Linked DNA regions of Mus musculus: region 2 is linked to region 1. The links are chromatin contacts, called in public HiChIP or PLAC-seq maps. All regions are on one chromosome and are shown on one strand. Each heading gives the region's core, a stretch centred on a gene start, on an enhancer-like site or on the middle of the called end of the contact. The rest is flanking DNA. Distances are from core to core; before and after follow the strand shown.

What was found. HiChIP or PLAC-seq counts read pairs in DNA pulled down with a chosen protein or histone mark.
Region 2: a contact with region 1 is called in an H3K27ac HiChIP or PLAC-seq map of T-cell acute lymphoblastic leukemia, with 3 times the contacts expected there. The contact joins two enhancer-like sites. A contact is called at or near these places in 1 of 15 datasets of contacts at CTCF or cohesin (pro-B cells), 7 of 484 Hi-C or Micro-C datasets (the C10 cell line, the C2C12 cell line, the G1E-ER4 cell line and 4 more) and 3 of 115 datasets of contacts at active chromatin or transcription factors (CD8 T cells, T-cell acute lymphoblastic leukemia and large pre-B cells).

Annotation. Positions count from the first base shown.
Region 1 is chrX:11,750,017-11,756,421 of GRCm38.p6, forward strand. No RefSeq gene overlaps it. Among named protein-coding and RNA genes, the nearest start is that of Gm26314, 97 kb to the right of the region's middle. Within about 2 kb of position 3,090, at least 105 of the 459 cell types and tissues checked have an H3K27ac peak or open chromatin away from gene starts, as enhancers often do. A contact at or near this core is called in the C2C12 cell line, CD8 T cells, the G1E-ER4 cell line and 3 more, where this site is marked.
Region 2 is chrX:12,004,726-12,010,999 of GRCm38.p6, forward strand. Gm34301 (a long non-coding RNA gene) reads left to right here. Exons shown (of 4, transcript XR_003953093.1): 4 at 1-11. Among named protein-coding and RNA genes, the nearest start is that of Gm34301, 5.7 kb to the left of the region's middle. Within about 2 kb of position 2,061, at least 320 of the 459 cell types and tissues checked have an H3K27ac peak or open chromatin away from gene starts, as enhancers often do. A contact at or near this core is called in the C2C12 cell line, CD8 T cells, the G1E-ER4 cell line and 3 more, where this site is marked.

The sequences.
Region 1 (6,405 bases), core at 1,840-4,339:
CTGCCTGGTGGGAGACCCTGTCTTAAAAAACAAACAAACAAAAAAAAAGCAAAACAAAAAAACTTTTGGTTTCATATGAAAAACTAGTTTATGTGATATGGTAAACTTTTGGAAAGATATAATTAAAAGGTTTCTGGGCAGCTCCAAAAAGCTAACGGGAAGTCACCTAAGCAGGTTTGGGAAGATCGAGATGACTAATCTTCTTGGCTTGATTCATCCATTCAATAAATATTATTGAGCCCTACAGTAGCAGACCTCTTTCTATGTTGTGGTTGTGTTGCTATCCCCAAATCCCTCACAGAAACTAATGAAGAGAGAGCTAAGGCTTCTTCTCCTGGTCCCCACTTCCAGAGTCTAGTCCATGATGACAGAAACGCATAGCCAACTTTGTGGTATTGGAAGTACATGGCTTAGGCTCCTTACATCACTGTGGGAGACAAAGACAAGAGAGCTAGCCTGGAACCAGAGCCCTCCCTCCAAACAGGAGTCCCTGTGGCTCACCACAGTTCCTGAGCTGAGCATATCTGAAGAAAGGTTGCAGTGGGCATTTGTTACATGTCCTCTCGGTAACTGGCCGCTGTCAGAGGTTGCGACTCCAGCACTGGCCAGGCGTGCTTGTAAGCCCAGCACTTGAGAGGTAGAGGTGGTCAGATAGCAGATTAGGCCAGCGTACGCTTTATAAAGAGGCTTTATCTCAAGAGAACAATGAAACATTTATACTCAAGAAAAAAAATGACAAACTTTTCACTATGACCTACAAGACCTTTACAGCCTGGCCCTGCCTGCTAACCGGACCCCATATCAACCTTCTCTACAAATGGGGCCCTCTGATCCTACCACACCAGCTTTTTCATTGAACTCTCGAAATGTAGTCCAATCCCAAGACTTTTACACTAGCTTGTCTATCCACCCGACCACTCCTCCCTGCTCCCATCTGCTTCATCTTGTCTAGGTCTCTACTCGAAACCTTGTCCCAAGCAGGTTCAGAAATACTTATAATGCTAGCCACCTGGAAGGCTGAGGCAGGAAGAGCTTGAGTTTGAGGCTAATGTGGCCATCATAGTGAGACCCTAGATTAAAACAAAGGGGAGATGCGGTGAGATGGCTCAGAGGTTATGACCAGATGCTAAAACCAGGATTCCATCTCTAGCATCTACATGGTGGTTCACAACCATTGGTAACTCCTCTTCCAGGGGATCCAATGATCTGTTTTGGTATCCTCTGGTGCTACCTGCAGGTGGCTCAACAATATACATGCAGGTAAAACACTTATACATATGAAAATTTTAAAAATTGATTCGCAAGACCCTATTTCTAAGAAAATAAACTAGAGACGAAACTCAACAGTAGAGCAACTGCTTAGTATGTGCAAGGCAATGATCCTCAGCTGACGCACACATAACAAGCCCTTCCCTAGCCAACATGCCTTAAAGAGCTCCACATAGCTTTTCCATTGCTTGGCTCTGCTGAGACATCCATCCATGGCTTTGTTTGCTATCTAGCCTCCCCACTGGAGTGGAAGAATACTGAGGATAGGGGCGGCCTTCTTCATCACTCAATCCTTATGCCTAAACCTGAGACCAGAACATAGCAGGTTCTCAAGAAATACTGGTCGCTGGTCAGTATTGGTGCGCGCCTTTAATCCCAGCACTCGGGAGGCAGGGTCAGGAGGATCCCTGTGAGTTTGAGGCCAGCCTGGTCTACAGAATGAGTTCAAGGACAGCCAGCATTGTCACACAGAGAAACTCTGTCAGGAAGGAAGAAAGGAAGGAAGGGAGGAAGGGAGGGAGGGAGGGAGGGAGGGAGGGAGGGAGGGAGGGAAGAAAGAAGGAAAGAAGGAAAGAAGGAAAGAAGGAAAGAAGGAAAGAAGGAAAGAAGGAAAGAAGGAAAGAAGGAAGGAAGGAAGGAAAGAAGAAGGAAAGAAGGAAAGAGAAATACTGGTAAGAATGAATGGGTACGGCCACATCCACCAGCCTCATAAACACGTGGCTGGAACTGAGAGGAAGCCCCTGGGCACCTGGAATGGAACAGCTAGACTGACCATGCCCTTCCCCATACCCCACCCCAGTTTCTGCCGTCCTTAGAAAAGGCCCCAGACTAGAAGCTTGATGTTGCCCTGTTTCCTGGGACCCCTCCTGTTACACACAAGCTCTGTGCTGTTATGTGCCCACCCCCATTGTCACCTAAGAATCTATAATAAATAGACCACTCTCTAAAACTCACCCTCTGCGTCTATGGATTTCATTCTTCAAATTCTCAAGACAAGAACCCAAACGCCACTGACTCAGGGTGTCTTGGATAGCTGTGGAGTTTCCAGAACTCTAGCTTCCTGAGAAAGGTCCCATTGTTCTCAGAGACACCACAAAATTCCTGTATTGCACACACTCTAAATGCAAATTTGTTTTCATTTTTTGTTGTTGTTTTCAGTTTTGTTGTTGTTGTTGTTGTTGTTGCTGCTGCTGCTGCTGCTGTTTTAAGACAGCGTCTTAAAGACAGAAGCTAGCCCTGGCTGGCCTGAAACTCATTGCGTAGACCAGACTAGCCCGTAACTCATAGAAATCCACTGGCCTCTGAAATACAAAAAGGCCACATCTAAACTCTTTGTGTAGAGTTTGAGCAGACTAATGTTCCAGGGAGCACATGGGAGGCCTGAGCGATGGGAAGGGATTGCCATGGTTCCTGGCCCTGTGAGGTTTAGGAGAAGCACAGGAGGTAGCCAGCCAGAAAGACCTACTTGGCAGAAAGCCTAGGAAGAATTTAGCGCTAACTTTACCAGTCGGACCTTTGAAAGGACAAAGGATCAGGGCAGTGGTGTAAGTGGCTTATCCAGCACATTGGTTCTGTAGCTCCTGAGGACAGGACTCAGAAAAACTCTGACACCCCTCCACCTCCCACCTCCCACCTCCCACCCCAGTTGCTGTCACCCAACCCTCCTAGACGGCCAACATCAAGGCTTCACTTACAGATGCAAAGAAAACGGATGTAGCCCAACTTTCTCTCATTTCTGTTTGCCTCTATTGTGGGCATGCCTAGCGCTGTGGAGGTGGTCAGCTAAGAGCTGCATCTGCCAAGATCTCACAGGGGCGAAATGAGATTTCAGTTGCTTCTTGTGTTTCAACCTCTTTTCTGATCTGGGAGGAGGAAGAAAGCCAACCCACGTGGGTGACTCAGAAAACAAGCCTAGATAAGAGCATATTGACAGGCCCAGCTAGCAGGCCCCTCATTCACACCGGCTTCAAAGACAAACACTTTCCGTTTGTCGATTTGTTTTAGGCCCTTGCCGAATCTGCAACTCTGTGGCCTTGACTCTAAAAATAAATCTCCTGCAGTAATGACGAGGCAAAGAGGAAGGCGTGCAGAGAAGGAAAAGAGGAGGGAGGCAAAGAAAAGACAGGCCAGGAGAGAAACTGAATACCAAAACAGGAAGAAGGGATGTGGGGAACTCACCCCGGTGGCTTCCTCCAGAGCAACAGCTAGGCGCATTGCAAAAGCCATCAGCAGGACCAGCTGTGGCCTGCAGGGCCCTGCGGTTGATCAGAACCTAACCTGGGAGAAGGGTGGGGGAGGGGGAGGGAGGAGGGATGGAGACAGACAGTCCTAGTGAGCCATTTTGCCTTCAACCTGCTGCTCTCTGTAGCCCACCAACCAATAAATATCTCAGTGACACTGGGAGCCTATTAGAAATGCAGGTTCTCCAGCACCTCCAGAGACCCTCAGAAGCACACCACGGGTAAGGATGAGCCTTAATACCATTGGAGATGGAAAAGGCAGCCAGGGTCCCTGGGGGTGTCACTGAATGTAACCCAACTGAGGCTCTTCACTTTTTTCATTCCAGACAAAGAAAAAGTTGAGCCTTCCCCTCCCTGCCCTCATGGGGAAGATGGTGCCTAAAACTTTGATTACAATAAAGGAACAGCAAGCACCTCAGTTCAGTGTCTGGGTCTTGTCGATCAGTCCACAGTGTTAGAAGGTGTCTGTTTAGCACCTGGACCCAGGATCCTTAGGAGGTTCTTAGGTTCATGATCACCTGGCACTGATGTAACTTGCCACTCCCAAGGGTCCCTCTGGGACCTCAGTCTGAAATGCTCCCTGCCTCCTCTTTGTGACTGGGGCTTTTGATTCATGCCTTAATTCCTGCATCCTGTCCTTCACTAGAGCCTGGCTAATGCTTACAAACCTGTCCTTACTGTTTTCATTAGTTCTCCAAAGAGACTGTCTATCCTCCTTGCTGCCTCTGTGCTTAGACACTGTTATTTAGTGTGGATTCCAGGTCCCCCCCACTCTTGCACAGGCTGGGCAGGTGAGCAGGCAGACCATTGTTTAGATGCTGAGCAGGTGACAAATAGTTATGACTGTTCTTCACTAGAATTCTAAATAGTGGCTGTCACTCTTCATTGACTATAAAATGTACAAATGTGAATGATAAGAAAGAACGTAACTGTGGCCCATCTTATCAAATTTATTTTAGCTGTGCTTTAAAATCAATTTAATTTGTAAATTATTCATGGCATGTAGCAACTTGCACATCTAAACCCTAGGCTTTTCAAGATTGCCCTAACTTTTCCTAGACGTTTGTAGATTTTTTTATCATTTTTTTATTACAAGAGTAATGCATATCTATTTTAGAAAATGTGGATACTACAGATAAGCAAAACTAATTATTTCATTATTATCACCTTTAATCCTATGACCAAGAAATAATCACTGGTAACATTTGGGTGTATATCCATCAGTCCGTTTTTATTCTGTACACATGCATGTGAACGGCTCACTTGCTCTCTCCTTCTAAAGTCAATGTGTGTGTGCTAGCTTGATTCCACCAATTCTTTCCCCTTTGTACTGGAGTCCACGGCCCCAGTGTCATCATGTTCTAAAGCCAATTCATATTGTAAGACTCTGGCAAGCCTTAGCTTACCACGTGGAGCTGGAATCAATGCAAAAAGCAAGAGGAATTTATTGTTCCAGTGCACTGGGGTCGTCCCAGACCTGAAGAAGAGGCGGTGACCCCCAATGGCCCATTCAGCAAATTTTTATATGGTTTCCAGGGGTGGAATAGAGCATCAGCAACTAGGCACAATAGGATTGGCAGAATAGTGCACCCTTTAAACTGATTGGTCTCTAGGGAATGAGGTAGTAGGGGCTTACTCAGCCTCTCCCTTCTGGTCTATGTGCTCTCTGGCCTGTCTCTTCCAGGAGGGAAGATCGGTCCAGTGGAATTTTCTAATGGCTAAGCTTACCTCTTCAATATCAGCTCACCGGAACAAATTCTGTGCACTTCTTTCTACCTCTGCTGCATTTAGCAACTGCAGGTTGTTGGTGTTTGGGGTCAGCCATGTTGGAATATGTTCCCCACCAAGGTTTTGGATTTCTTTTACTTTGCACACACACATCCTGCCCCAGACACTCAGGTGTTAGCATACCCTGCATTGCATTTACAGATACCAAGGGCTGGCTTCAAGAGCATGAACACTAAGCAAGCAGTCAGCCAGAGCCTACAGTCACAGTGGCCTCGTGGATGGTTTAATGCTGGGTTGCCTATATCTTGTAATTCTTAATTAGTTTACTTCTCAACCTGTGTTCCATAACTGAGGCTGCCAAGCCAACAGAGCATGTGCATGTGTAAGGGAGCTATGTACCATATGTATGCTGACCTTTCTGGTGGCTTCATTAGATTGCAGTGTTCACTGTGGCCCCAAGTATGGAGTTCAGGTGAGCCCATAAGGCATGGGAGCTCAGAGGGACTGGAAATCAGTACAAGGTAAGCATGTTACATCCACAATTGAGGGAAAGGCAGTTGATAGCCTATGGGGGCAGCATTTTCCATTTCAGAGGAAGAAAGGCACAGGAACAAAATCAAACCAAAACCAAAACCAAAACAAATGATCATGAACCAAGCAGGGGAAAAGACGAAAAAAGATACTGTTGGGCCAGCAAGATGGTTCAGTGAAGTAAAGATGCCTGCTGCCAAGTCTAATGACCTGAGTTCAATCCACATGAACCATATGGAGGATGGAGAGAACCAACTTTTTTTCTGACAACCACATATTGGAAATGGTATCCATGTGCAGCCCCTATCCAAAGTATACCAAAGAAAACTAAGTGTAATTCAAGTAAGGCTGCCAGATTGGTGGTACATGGCTTTATCTAAGCTTTATTTATATGTGTGTATGTATGTATGTATGTATGTATGTATGTATGAATGAATTATATGTGTATGTATTTTTGAGGAAGTATTTAATTGTGTAGCTCTGTCTCAAAGGCAGGAGAATATCTATGAGTTTGGGGCCAGCCTGGTCTACATAGCAATTTCAGGCCAGCCAGAGCTATAAAATGAAATACTGCCTCAAAAATACATAAATACATACAAACATACATACATACAAACATGCATACATACATACATAC
Region 2 (6,274 bases), core at 811-3,310, 250 kb after region 1:
GTGAGTCAGCTTCCCAGCCCCCGAGGAACAATGGAGACCTTGCCAAAGGTCCCCTTTTATAGACCCCCCCAACTTCCCCCTGGTCCGGTTAGGTGATGGTGGTAGGGCACTAGTACGCTGTGACTTTTGGCTCAGAGAATGGAGAGGGAGAGGGTGTCCCCAGGGATCAAGGTTAGGATCCTGTCCTGAGATTAATGCTGCCAGGAATCCCTCTGCCACCAGCTGCGGAGGCTAAGTGGAAGCGCTAAACAAACAGAGGGCAAAGGGACGATGTTGTTCCAGGCTAAGGAGGGCCTTCTCTTGAGCTTTCCCAACTCACCTCTCCTAAATCTCAGATGGAAAGAAGGTAGCCAACTACCTGAGTCACCTCCAACTCTTCACTTCCTATCTAGGCCCACATACAGACATCGTCCTCACGTGTGTGTTGGAGGCCAGGCCTCCCACCTAGACAGTGTGAGTGTGAGCATCAAAGCAGAGCAAACCCTCGATGACGAAAAGCAGTCTTGGGACCCACGGTGCCTTCCTTGCCCTGTCTTTTATGTACTTCCTTGGGAAACTGAACACCCTTAAAGAGGCGGCGAGATGGAGACCTTTGCAAGGTGTTAACTGATTGATGCAATGGCTTCTGCTCTGGTATGAGCCAATGGTTCCAGTCCCCCGCCCGGTGACCTTGAGAAAGTCAGGGATCTACCCCAAACGCTTGGGATTTTCCCACCCCTAGAGGCCAGCCCTTTATCTCAGCCTCTCAGGCTTTTTGGCCACCCAGCTTTGTCCGGCTAGGCTGGCTAGCCTGCTCTGGGAGGAGGTACGGGAGTGGGGTGGGAGGGATGAAAAAACACCAAAGGCTTCACCCACACCCTTGCACCCCCTTCCTCGCCCGGGGCCCCTCGGCCAGTGCTCTAGCCGCCCGGTGTTGCCAAACCCTCACTGGGCAGGGTTGCGGGGTGAGGCTTTGGGAACAGGGCTTGAGCTAGAGAAGATGAGGAAAACAAGTGAAACGGGAGGGGCGGGGTGGGGTGACGGCTCATAAATCAACTGGCTCCACCCCCAGCCCTCAGAGCTGAGGCGCCTCAGCCCCGCAGGGAAGAGGAGGGTCACTCGACCACTCCTGGACGACCTCTGAGCTTTCCCTGAGCCATCGCCCCACCCTAGGCTCAGGCCGCCGTAAGACCAGCTCCTGGCCCAGATCGTAAACCGCCCGCCGGATTCGGCGGGAAGCCGCCCTTGGACGCAGCGCTCATCCGCCCAAGGGGAAGTTTATTTATAGCTTGTAAAACGTAAAGGAAACCAGACTTCGCTAGCTTGCGGAGCCTGGGCGCCTTCGATCCCCACCTGCCCACCAAGAGGGCTCAGCAGGGGGTCTGGAAAGTGGGGTGGCTTCTAGTCCTCCCCCTACTCTGCACCCAAAGGAGAAGGGAACCTTCTTCTGTTGCTGCCCAGGCTTAAATTCCCTCTCAGCGTGCTTAAGCAGGGCGCTTGATGCCACAGAGAGAGGAGGCCAGGGCCTGGGCCCTGTGTGGTTAGTGTAAAGGAGACTGAGCTGGCCCACTTGGCACGCACGCCCGGGCAGGCCAGGCAGCGCTGTGCGGGATTCCACAGCTTCCGCTCCCGACAGGGGGAAGTCCCAGAGTGCCAGGAAGCCTTGGAGTGGGTGCTCCCGGAGCCTCTCCTTGGAAAGCAAGGATGCTGTCCCCGTTCCTGCTGCGCACGTGTCTTCAGCAGAGCAGGCGAGCGCTGTGCGCCTGGGGCTGCGATCCGCGGGTGACAGCGGTTGAGAGCGCGCCCTCTCCACTTCACACCCCCGCCGTCGCCTCCTCCCCAGGGGAAGCTCCTCGCTCCGGGGTGCGCTCGGGGCAGGAGCCAGAAAAAAACGAAAAGTGCCGAGAAGACGAGGACGAAAACCGATAAAGAGCTCAGCCGAGCTCTTCAAGATACCCGCGAGTCCCCATTACTCACAACCCACCCGGGCAGCCCTTCCCAGTCCCGATGGAGTGCACCCTGCCTTGGTCAGGGAGGTGTGTGTGTGTGTGTGTGTGTGTGTGTGTGTGTACGCGCGCGCGCCCAATCGCCGGGACGGCAGTTGCGAAACAGGCTCTTGGCTGCAGCGCGGCATAATGGAGGTGGCTGGAACAATGCGCGCTTTGTGCGCGCTGGTTGTTTTCTACCCGCCTCGCCCCCCTCGCTCGGGCCGTATGGCACTTTAATCCCTACCACGGCTAGGCACAAATGCACTTGTGTCCTGTGGGTCACCGGGGGCCGTGCGGCTGGAGCTGTCCCCACCCCTCCCCCGCCGAGCCCACGGCCCGCTTGCCCAGTCTTCCTTCCTGCACCCACCTCCCCCCACCCCACCCCCGCGCGCCACCACTTCAATTCCCGGCGTGGGCCGCTCAGCCGGCTTTGGAAGCTTCCGGGCCCGCCGGCCACTTTTATTTTCCAGGCAGACGGCCCTCCCCACCCCCCCGGCGAGCACGCGCGCGCGCGCACACACGTGGAGCGCAGGCCTCCCACTTGCGGCCCTCCCTCGGCTCGCCCCGCCCGCCCGCCCGCTCGCTCCCGCCCGGCGCTCCGGACTCCTGCGAACAATAGTAAATGTCAACAGATTCCGCGCGGCGAGTGTCTGACTCGGCCGAGATAAGGGTGCGCGGTTGGCCCTGAGCTCCGCGACACCGCGGGGGGAGGCCACCCTGACCCTAGCTGGAAAGAACCGGCTGTGATGAAGCCGGTGTCGAGGGATGGAGGGCAGGAGGGGAGAGCCCCAGCCTCAGCCCCGGGAGGAGAGGCGCTTAGACGCCAGGCCTTGCCCCACCCCCACCCCGCCTAACTCTGTGCTGCTGGGCAGCCTAGGGGCCCGGTGGAAAGCCACGTGCTAGATGTCAGCCCACGGCTCGGATCTCCAGAGGACGCAGGGAAAAGGCAGGTGTGGAGGTGAAGACTCGGACAGTTTTCCACCTCCGGGGAGCCGGCACCCGAAACATGGAAAGGATCTCAGTCCTTGTCTCCTGAAACTCACTAAAATGTTTTTTTTTTTTTAAGCTCACACAACACTTGCAGTCCTCCCCCTCAATCGTCCGCAACCCACCACCCGAGTTAAAAATTCGCAAATTGATTCCCACGCGTTAGTATTAATGGGTTGTTCCTCTTAAATTGTTGCCAACTTTGCTAATGGATTATTATTTAAATTTCTTTTTTATAAAGTACGTGTTGTTTTATAGATGCGTATTTACTTAAAGAAATCAACTGCATCTATTAACATATTAAAGAGAGAATAAAGCACGGGGCCGGTGTAATGTGCTGTTCAGCCTTACTTTGGGTGCTGCGAAGATAGGAAAATCTTATTTGTTTAATAATAAGTCACTCATGAATATGCAAATGACATCGTTGCAGTACCTCACTTCTGTCACTATTAATGAGTTGCAAATTAATGTGACAACAAAAGGAAAATCTATTTAGTGGAGGAACTCAGGTTCCTACCTGGGGAGATCACCAGCAGGCCTGGAACTTCCATAGTGTAGATGGAAAGGACCGGGGATGGACACCTCACCCAGCCTTTTCCTGAAGCTACCACTATTGTTTAGACCCACGGACCTGCTTTGTCAATAGCCCCTTAAAATTCCAGCTCCAGGCCAGGGGAAGAATGGTTGCTCCAGGGTAATTAGGGCCAAGTGTGATTAATGGAAATCAGCCCACAGTTTGGAGTAAAGCAATTGGTGAAGCAGATTGGGAAGTGAGGGAGGGGTCCTCTCTCCACCCAGTTTCAAGATTCCCCGAAGCCTTTATTGGCCTCTGTTGTTTGGGATAGGGACAAATTGGGCCTGGGGTGCTCCGATCCCAGGTGGATCACAGGTACTGAGAGAGCAGCCCATGCTCTTGCGCTTGCCTCTTGGGCTTGGTTTTTTACAAGGCGGCTTTGCTGACAGATTTAAGAGCAGATCAGCTTCTTCCTGCCAACCTACTATCCAGTGGCTACAGACTGAAGTCTGCCTGTCTTCCACCGACCTTCCACTCTCCTGGCCTCCACATCAGAGACAGTTACTGACTTCATCAGTATGCTGAAGAGAGTGTTTTGCATTCACTTAAGTTTAGAAACATCTTTGCAAAAAAGTAGTAGTGGTAGTGGTAGTAGTAGTAGTAGTAGTAGTAGTAGTAATCAGTAGAATCAGAGTCCAGGTACTATTTGTCAAGAGAACTGTCTTAGAAAGATGCGGACCTTCTCTATGCAGCCTAGTTAACAATTACATGGTTTTATAAACATATGAAAAGAACCTTTAAGATCTGTGCACTCTGCTATGTCTAAGTTACTTTGTTACTTATTACTAAGGTACCCCGGGGTTGGTGGTCTAAAACAAGACTCATTTATTTGGCTCAGAATCTAGTGTGGGGCCCAGAGCATGCTGTGGTGTCATGTGGGTCAGGGGAGCTGCACTGAGCTCCACTCTCAGGATGGTGCACGCTCAGAGCTGGCAGGCCTGTGCTTCTCCTCCATGTGGGCCGCACCACAGGGTGGCTTGGGATTCCTTACAGCATGGTGGCTCTGGGCCAAGAGCTGAGCATCCCAAGAGAGAGGAAATGGAAGTTGCCAGTTACTTAAAGCCTAAGCCTAGAAGCAGATTCAGAAGAGTTTTCCCAGCTTAAAGATTCCCCAAAGCCTTTTTGGCCTCTTTCTTTGAGTAGCAGTTTAGATCTATAAATGCTCCTGGGCCTGCTCACCTGTATTAAGCAAACCCTGAATGGAGCCAGGTGCAGCCTATCCCTGCAACCTCGGCACTCAGGAGAAGAGAGGATACTAACCTCAAGGCCACTCTGGTCCCCACAGCAAAATTCTGTCTCAAGGGGGTGGGGGAGGCTGGAAATTAAGCACTTGACACACAATCACGAGGCTCTGACTCCAGAGCGCCATACCCCAGAAGAGCGAGGAGCTAGGTACCCTGCTTGATTTTGTAGTCCCAGCATTCCTCCAATGAAATGGGAGATGGAGACATCCTGGTGTCCAAAGGTAAACAGAGACCCTGTGAGGACCAACACCAGAGGTTGTCCTCTAAAACTCCATAATGCCTGCCTGAATTCACACACATTGAGCTCGTGTGTGTGTGTGTGTGTGTGTGTGTGTGTGTGTATACACGTGTGCACGCACACGCGCCGAGAGAGAGAGAGAGAGAGAGAGGGAGAGAGAGAGAGAGAGAGAGATTTACAGAAAGAGCACCCTATGGTGGTGTGATCTGTGCAATAATATATTGCTTAAGCAGTCACAGAGACCAGATTGAAAGGGAAAGGACGCAAACCCTTCCCACAAAGGGAAGTGTGTCAGAAAAGTCAGGCTATTGTTTGAAAACTGCAATATATGTGACTTCAGAAGAATACAGAACATATAAGACTTCATTTCTTCATTCATGCCTAACCTAGCTCCTCCCCACCCCCCACCCCACCCCCACCCCGGTGGCAACCCAGGTACCTCACAAGCTAAGCAAGTACTTTGACAGACTAAGTTATTTTAAGACTCAGTGCTCAGTGTTTTAAGACTTTTACAAGTCTTTAGCTTCAGTTTATTGGCCTTGCTATTTTTATCAAAATAAATGCAACTATTTTCCTGGGGGAGGAGACTTTGGATAAAAACTCACTCAAGGCAAACTCAACAAGTTTAGTTAAATGTTTCTCATCACTACATAATGTGGCCCCTTCATATATGGAATTTTTACTGTTTTCTTATTTAATTATGGATCCCTGGATGGACAAATTGATGACCGTGAGAAGTGAAATCTTTCCAAGGACATAAACATCTGTAAATCAAATGAATTTGGTCAACATGCCAAATGTGTCCCTGTCTTAGACTATGCAACTCTGCTTGCTAAATAAAAATATCTAATTCTTTTAAGCCAAGTGTAGTGGTACAGGGTGGTAATCCCAGTTCAGGTTAGAGCAGAAGGATCGGGAGTTCAGAGCCAGCTACACATTGAGTTTGAAGTCAGCATGGACTACAAAGAACACTGTCTCAAAGAAATAAGTGATTTTAGCTATCCTGTTCATTTACTTATTTGACATACTAAGAATTAAACCCAGGACCACGCCCAAGCTAGGTGATTGATGGATCAGGAAGGAAGTCATATTTTAAATTCCTTTTACCTTTAAATCACAAGGCTAAAGTTCTGTTACAGAGTCTGGGGAGAGGTGACTCATGGGGTAAAGGCACTTGCTGCCAATCTTGGTGACCTGCATTAGATCCCTGGAGCCCTGGAAAGATAGAATCATGTCCTCCACTTGCATACCATGGCATGTACAC